Linked DNA regions of Drosophila melanogaster: region 2 is linked to region 1. The links are chromatin contacts, called in public Hi-C maps. All regions are on one chromosome and are shown on one strand. Each heading gives the region's core, a stretch centred on a gene start, on an enhancer-like site or on the middle of the called end of the contact. The rest is flanking DNA. Distances are from core to core; before and after follow the strand shown. Region 1 holds the start of ND-49L (NADH dehydrogenase (ubiquinone) 49 kDa subunit-like). Region 2 holds the start of CG31089.

What was found. A called contact is a pair of places that touch in the nucleus more often than the background predicts.
Region 2: a Hi-C map of the Kc167 cell line shows a contact between it and region 1, with 1.9 times the contacts expected there. The contact joins the promoter of CG31089 here to the promoter of ND-49L in region 1. A contact is called at or near these places in 2 of 107 Hi-C or Micro-C datasets (the Kc167 cell line and cellular blastoderm embryo).

What each region holds. Positions count from the first base shown.
Region 1 is chr3R:25,356,546-25,359,966 of dm6, reverse strand. It overlaps ND-49L (NADH dehydrogenase (ubiquinone) 49 kDa subunit-like), which reads right to left and starts at 1,682. Exons shown (of 2, transcript NM_143135.2): 1 at 1,467-1,682; 2 at 1-1,416. The coding sequence starts at 1,659. The coding sequence ends at 38. Fur1 (Furin 1) reads left to right here. Exons shown (of 12, transcript NM_170654.2): 5 at 1,851-2,096; 6 at 2,267-2,395; 7 at 2,459-3,333; 8 at 3,397-3,421.
Region 2 is chr3R:25,901,060-25,904,480 of dm6, reverse strand. CG31089 reads right to left here and starts at 1,838. Exons shown (of 3, transcript NM_170249.2): 1 at 1,641-1,838; 2 at 848-1,573; 3 at 303-786. The coding sequence starts at 1,784. The coding sequence ends at 391. It overlaps CG31091, which reads right to left. Exons shown (of 3, transcript NM_170248.3): 2 at 2,942-3,421; 3 at 2,309-2,875. The coding sequence ends at 2,492. It also overlaps asRNA:CR43259.

The DNA.
Region 1 (3,421 bases), core at 433-2,932:
GTTTATAATAAATGTAATTGAAATTACCAAACCCTGACTAACGGTCGATTTCACCAAAAACGATGTCCAGCGATCCAATAATGGCCACAACATCGGCCAGCAGGTGTGCGGGTGCCATTTTGGCCATGAGGGCTAGATGAGCATAGGAAGCTGGACGAATCTTGCAGCGATAGGGACGCGATGAACCATCGGAGATGAGGAATGCTCCGAATTCACCCTTGGGCGATTCAACGGCACAGTACGTCTGTCCCGGAGGCACCCGGAATCCTTGCGAGAAGTGCTTGAAATGATGGATCAGATCCTCCATGCCCTCCTTCATCTTGCTTCGTTGCGGAGGGCAGATCTTCAGATCATCCACCTTGATCTCACCCGGTGGCATGGCGTCGATGCATTGCTTGATGATATTCACCGACTCGCGCATTTCTCGCATGCGCACCAAGTAGCGATCGTAGCAGTCTCCATTCGATCCCACAACCACGTCAAAATCCATCTCGTCATAGGCATCGTATGGCTGTTGCTTACGCAAATCCCACTTTACGCCGGTGGCCCTCAGAACGGGTCCAGTGCATCCATAGTTTAAGGCATCGTGTGCGGATATGACTCCAATGCCAATATTACGCATACGCCAGATGCGATTATCGGTCACTACGTCCTCCACTTCGTCCAATCGTTCGTTGAATTGATTGATAAACTGATACAAATCGTGGAGAAACCCTAGAGGTATATCACTGGCCACGCCCCCCGGTCGAATGTAGGCGGCATGGAGACGAGCTCCCGAAGCGCGTTCCGAAAACTCATACAACTTCTCACGTTCCTCGAACAGCCAAAAGAGTGGAGTTATAGCTCCACAGTCCAGTACCGACGAACCAATGGCCATCGTGTGATTCGTCAGCCTCATTATCTCCGAAAACATGGTGCGTATGTACTTGGCCCGGCGTGGAACCTCCACATTCAGCAACTTCTCCACCGCCAAGCAGTAGGCCAACTCATTGGCCATGCAGGACACATAGTCCAGACGATCGAAATAGGGCAGTGCTTGAGTGTACGTCTTGTACTCGATCAGTTTCTCGGTTCCGCGATGCAGTAGCCCAATGTGCGGATCGGCATTCAGCACCGTTTCATTATCCAGCTCGAGGATCATGCGGAGTACTCCGTGTGCCGCCGGATGCGCGGGTCCAAAGTTTATGAGCTTGGTGCGAAATGTACGATCAACGGGTGGAATCTGTTTTCCCTTAAAATTGGGACGCTTTTTCCACTCGTCACCTTCGGGATACCAAACTATATACTGTTGTTTATTCATGAACTCGGGATCTGGATACCAGTAGTGTGTGTCATAGGGCTCGTATGGCGGGCCTGGAGGATACAGCTCATCCCAGCTGGGGTCACATTCCTTAACTTTTGGCTCTTCGGGGCAATCTTAAAAAAAGCTCCTTACAATAAATTTACCAGTGTTTGAGGGATCTTACCTTCTTTGTTTGATGAAAACACGCGACGGTTGAATAGTTTTCCCAAATCCGGTCTCTTGAAGGTGGACTTTAAGCCCTCCACGGTCAAATACTTTTCACTGAGGCGGTTCTTGTATGCCTGGAAACGTCTAATTTCGTTGGGTGTGAATAGCTTATCCGCCAGCTTGCGAATCCCTTGCGTTCCGCCAGACATGATTACCGGAGTATTAAAAAAAATATTAGTTCTATACTAACTTCTTTGGAAAATTAAAAATGTAAACAAATGTTTCTACCCTTAGCTTACTAAGATGTTAAGAGCAACGACTACTATCTCCAGTTTATTTTTAGATTTATATGTTATTTTGTAAACTGCCTATTAATCCATTGAACCATCATTCCTTGCAGATCTTCGATGATCACTACCACTTCGCACATCACAAGGTCTCGAAGCGGTCGCTCTCCCCCGCCACGCATCACCAGACTCGCCTGGATGACGACGATCGCGTCCACTGGGCGAAGCAGCAGCGGGCCAAGTCGCGATCCAAACGGGACTTTATCCGCATGCGACCCTCAAGGACCTCCTCGCGAGCCATGTCGATGGTGGACGCCATGTCCTTTAACGACTCCAAGTGGCCGCAGATGTGGTATCTGGTAAGTTATCGAAAATGCAAAGCATTCCATTCCATTTACCATTCTTAGAAAGCAAAATGATTATTTCAATGTTTTGATGTTTCAAGAACACAACCATAGGTATTGGGATATAATATTTAAACAAATATTTTTTATACCTACAAATTGTTATAACGTAACCTTATTCTCAGAATCGTGGTGGTGGCCTGGACATGAATGTGATACCCGCCTGGAAGATGGGCATAACCGGCAAGGGCGTGGTGGTGACAATTCTGGATGATGGCCTGGAATCCGATCATCCGGACATACAGGATAACTACGTAAGTAGTGACATTCGTTTATCATAAAACCCATACTAAATTAGCATATGATAACCTAAACAGGATCCCAAAGCCTCGTACGATGTGAATAGCCACGACGACGATCCGATGCCGCATTACGATATGACGGACTCGAACCGCCATGGAACTCGCTGTGCCGGCGAGGTGGCAGCCACCGCCAACAATTCGTTCTGCGCGGTGGGTATTGCCTACGGCGCCAGTGTGGGCGGAGTCAGGATGCTGGACGGAGACGTCACGGATGCGGTTGAGGCACGGTCGCTGTCGCTGAATCCGCAGCACATTGACATATACAGTGCCTCCTGGGGACCCGATGACGATGGCAAGACGGTGGACGGACCCGGCGAACTGGCATCGCGCGCCTTTATCGAGGGCACAACTAAGGGTCGCGGCGGCAAGGGCAGCATCTTCATATGGGCATCGGGCAATGGTGGGCGGGAGCAGGATAACTGCAACTGCGACGGCTACACGAACTCCATCTGGACGCTGTCCATCTCCAGTGCCACGGAGGAGGGCCATGTGCCCTGGTACTCGGAGAAGTGCAGCTCCACGCTGGCCACCACCTACAGCAGCGGCGGGCAGGGCGAGAAGCAGGTGGTCACCACGGACCTGCACCACTCGTGCACTGTCTCCCACACGGGCACCTCGGCGTCGGCCCCGCTCGCCGCTGGCATAGCCGCCCTGGTGCTGCAGTCCAACCAGAATCTCACCTGGCGCGATCTGCAGCACATTGTTGTGCGCACCGCCAAGCCGGCGAACCTTAAGGACCCCAGCTGGTCACGCAATGGGGTGGGGCGGCGGGTGAGCCACTCCTTTGGCTACGGATTGATGGACGCCGCCGAGATGGTGCGCGTGGCCCGCAACTGGAAGGCGGTGCCGGAGCAGCAGCGGTGCGAGATTAACGCTCCCCATGTCGACAAGTAGGAGAAGCAAATAGATTTACCCCTTCGTTGTGGTACTCACTTAAATTCTCTACTTTCCAGGGTCATTCCACCTCGTACCCATATC
Region 2 (3,421 bases), core at 589-3,088, 540 kb before region 1:
GCCGGCTATCAACTGGCAATCAGAAGTTGGCCGAGTGGAAAAATCAAATGTATTTCTCTGTTCGAATGTGTGAAGAGGCCGGGGGGAATGAAAAGCGATTGTGGTTACAAGGAAAAGCGTCTGAAAAGTTGGCCATCCATAAGCTAAAGTTCGTAAAGAGTTAAGCTGCACATCTTATCGTCCGAACTTGTTTCTGTATTTATTTTAATATCGGCTTTCGTTTGTTGAAGTCGATTAAACTATATGCAACGATATATAGGTTGTAAGTATTTTTTAATATTTTCTCTCTGTAAATAACTTTTGGTTAAATGTGACTAGCTTATGTGTAAACTTAAAATAAATCCGACTACCGCAGGTATAAGGTATATTAGAGATTAGGGAACCTATTTATCACGTGCCAATGTTCTTTAACTCGTATTCCATCATGATGTCAATTACTGGCTCGTTGATATATTTACGAACCTCCCAGTTCAGGGCGAAATCCCCATGATTCCATTCCGTATCCGCCATGCGGTGCATAACCTTATTGGGCAATCTTTCGGCTATTTGCTCGACATCCTCCACAGCGGCGAGATTGTCACTATCGGCATACCACATGTGCACCAAGGAATTGATCAACTCTACAGGATACTCTGGAGGTTCCTGAGTTCCGTAGACTTCTAGATTCTTCTTGGTGCCATGATCAAATAGACGGAAGTAACCCGATTGCTGTTCCTGTAGGTAGTGCAACATTTGGTCGGTGGAACAGCCTGCAGGATGGGTGGCCATACCTTCCGGCATAGCAGTCTAATGATTTTACAATTATTAGAATTTATTTTACTTTTTTTTTTTGCAAAATAATACTCACCATATTCACACGACCTCCTGCATAAAGTTTCTCCATGGCACTTTCACACACTGGACGCAACATAAAGTCCGGTTGGCAGATATTAAAGAATATGGCCATGAGGAACTCATTATGAGGCAAAAACTCCTGTGATCCAAAAAGCACCGAATATGTGTTCCTATGACCCAAATATGGACCCACAGAACGCACTAATCCGCTGGACAAGTTTTTCATTATAGCCACCGGGGCAAACATGTGAGCGGTTTTGATCTTATCGTTATATTCGGGAATCCAAGACATTAGTGCAAAAAATACCGTTGTACCCTGCGAATGTCCAACATAATGGATGGCATCCTGGCCCTGACCATTCTCCGTGCTAAGGGCGTAGTCAATAATGGCGGTTATGTCGTAGATGCCGATCTCATGCCAACTGAATTTCCAGAAATTTGGATGATCCGGGGAGAGCGTCGTGTGATTTCTCGAATAGGAAGTTCCACGAGCATTGCCCATCCAAACATCGAATCCCGCATCCGCCAGTAAATATGGCAGACCATCATTGGGTCCTTGCAAAATCCAGGCATCCGAACAGCTCGTCAATCCGTGTTGAAGAAGGACAATGGGTCGCTTTTCGTTCTGGTTCTGCAACTTGTGGGAGTAGGGGATTCGGAAAACTCCCAGGATGTAACCATCTTCGGTAACTATGTGATGGTGCTCCGAAGGATATCCGTGAGCGGCAGTGCGGTCAGCCTAAGGTCGGCAAATATAATTAAATACTAATTAAATTTCATTAAATTCTAATTTAAATCAAACTGACCGTTGTTATCTTACTCTTGAGGCTAATGTGAGCCTCTGGATTGTCATACAGTTTGTAGAAATCAATCGGTCCATCTATGGCCGCGGAGTAAACTCCCACGGCAAGAGCAACCAGGACAAGTAAACTTCCCGTGAATCGGTTCATTCTATGTACTTATGTCCTCGATGGTCCGATGTGTACTGACTGTTGGTAAACACATGACTTTCAGCTTTTGTAGAAGTTCCTGGGTGGTTTAGTTTCAAGTAGCTCTTACTATCGGTGCTTTGATAATATATATTTAGACTGTCAAGATAATCCACAAATAACAGAAAGTGCTAATCTAAAAGTAATAAACAGAACGAAATAAATACTCAAATAGTTAATAGTTAGAACATTTATATTTCATGAATTTCGGCAAATTATAAAACATAAAATTCTGAATGAACAATAAATTACCTATTTTAAAAGTTATTTAGTTTGACGTATTCAAAAACGACGTGCCTCATTAATTCTAGCTTATCAACTATTTAGCCACTTGACCAGTCCAGAAAATCTAAAAAAAAGTGTGCCCCCTTCAAAGGTTTAAGATTAAGAAACCACTTTTAGATTTAAAAAGCAGTAGTCGTATATTTTATAACCCAAACTTGTTAATGGGGAAGTTACTTTTACTAAGAAAAATCGAGTGATTTCTTATGATTTGAGTAAGCATGTATGTGTACATTAAGTATGAATGAAATAAATGTCGAGCTTGAGGTGCAAATCTGTTCAATGCTAAAGAGTTATACATCCGTTTATGATATGATATGATAGGATCAACCGAAGTGGACCTAGATTAAAACTAAGTTAAGTTAAGCACCAGGACAATGTCCGTATCACTTCCCCTCGTACTCGTTTAGAATGGCTACAATCGGATCATTGATATATTGGCGCACCTCCCAGTTGAGAGCGAAGTCCATATGATCCCATAGTGGATCCTCCATATGGTGCATCACCTTGTTGGGCAGCGTTTCCGCCACCCTCAGGACATCCTCAACTGCGGCCATCTCATCGCTGTCCGAATACCACAGATGCATCTCAGCCGTGATTAGCTCAGTTGGGTAATCCTCTGGGGCTTCCGTTCCATAGACCTTCATATTCTTTTTGGTGCCAAAATCGAACTGCCGGAAATGTCCCGATTGATGCTCCTGCATGTAGTGCAGGATTTGATCCGTGGAAACACCAGCAGGCATCACTCCAGAAGTCAACGCAGAGGCGGTCTTTTTGGTAAATAGATAATATGAATAAATAAATACATAAATAAGAAAGGAATTCGATGTACTCACCGAATTAGTTCTTCCTTCCTCAGTAGTTGTTTCATTACTGCTGCTGCAAAAGCTGTAAACAATCGATTCCGGAAGACAAACACTGTACATCAGAGCCAGGACGAAATCGTTGTGGGGCAAGAATTCTTGAGAACAGAAGAGGGTCGAGTAGATATTGTTAAAACCGAGGTAAGGAGACAAGGTGTTGACCATAACATCGTCCATGTGATCCATAAATGCCACAGGAGCCAGCATGTGAGCCGTCTTGATCTTGTCGTTATATTCCGGTCTTGAGGACAGCAGCACAAACATAACCGTGGTGCCTTGGGAGTGTCCTATGTAGTGGATACCCTTCTGATCCTGTCCGTTCTCCGTGGACAGGGTATAGTCAATAGCTGCGGCAATATCAAAGTATCCAATCTCGTGCCAACTGAAGCGCCAGAAGTCCGGATGACTTGTCAGACGAGAGGTATGGTTTTTCGAGTATCTGTTTCCACGAGC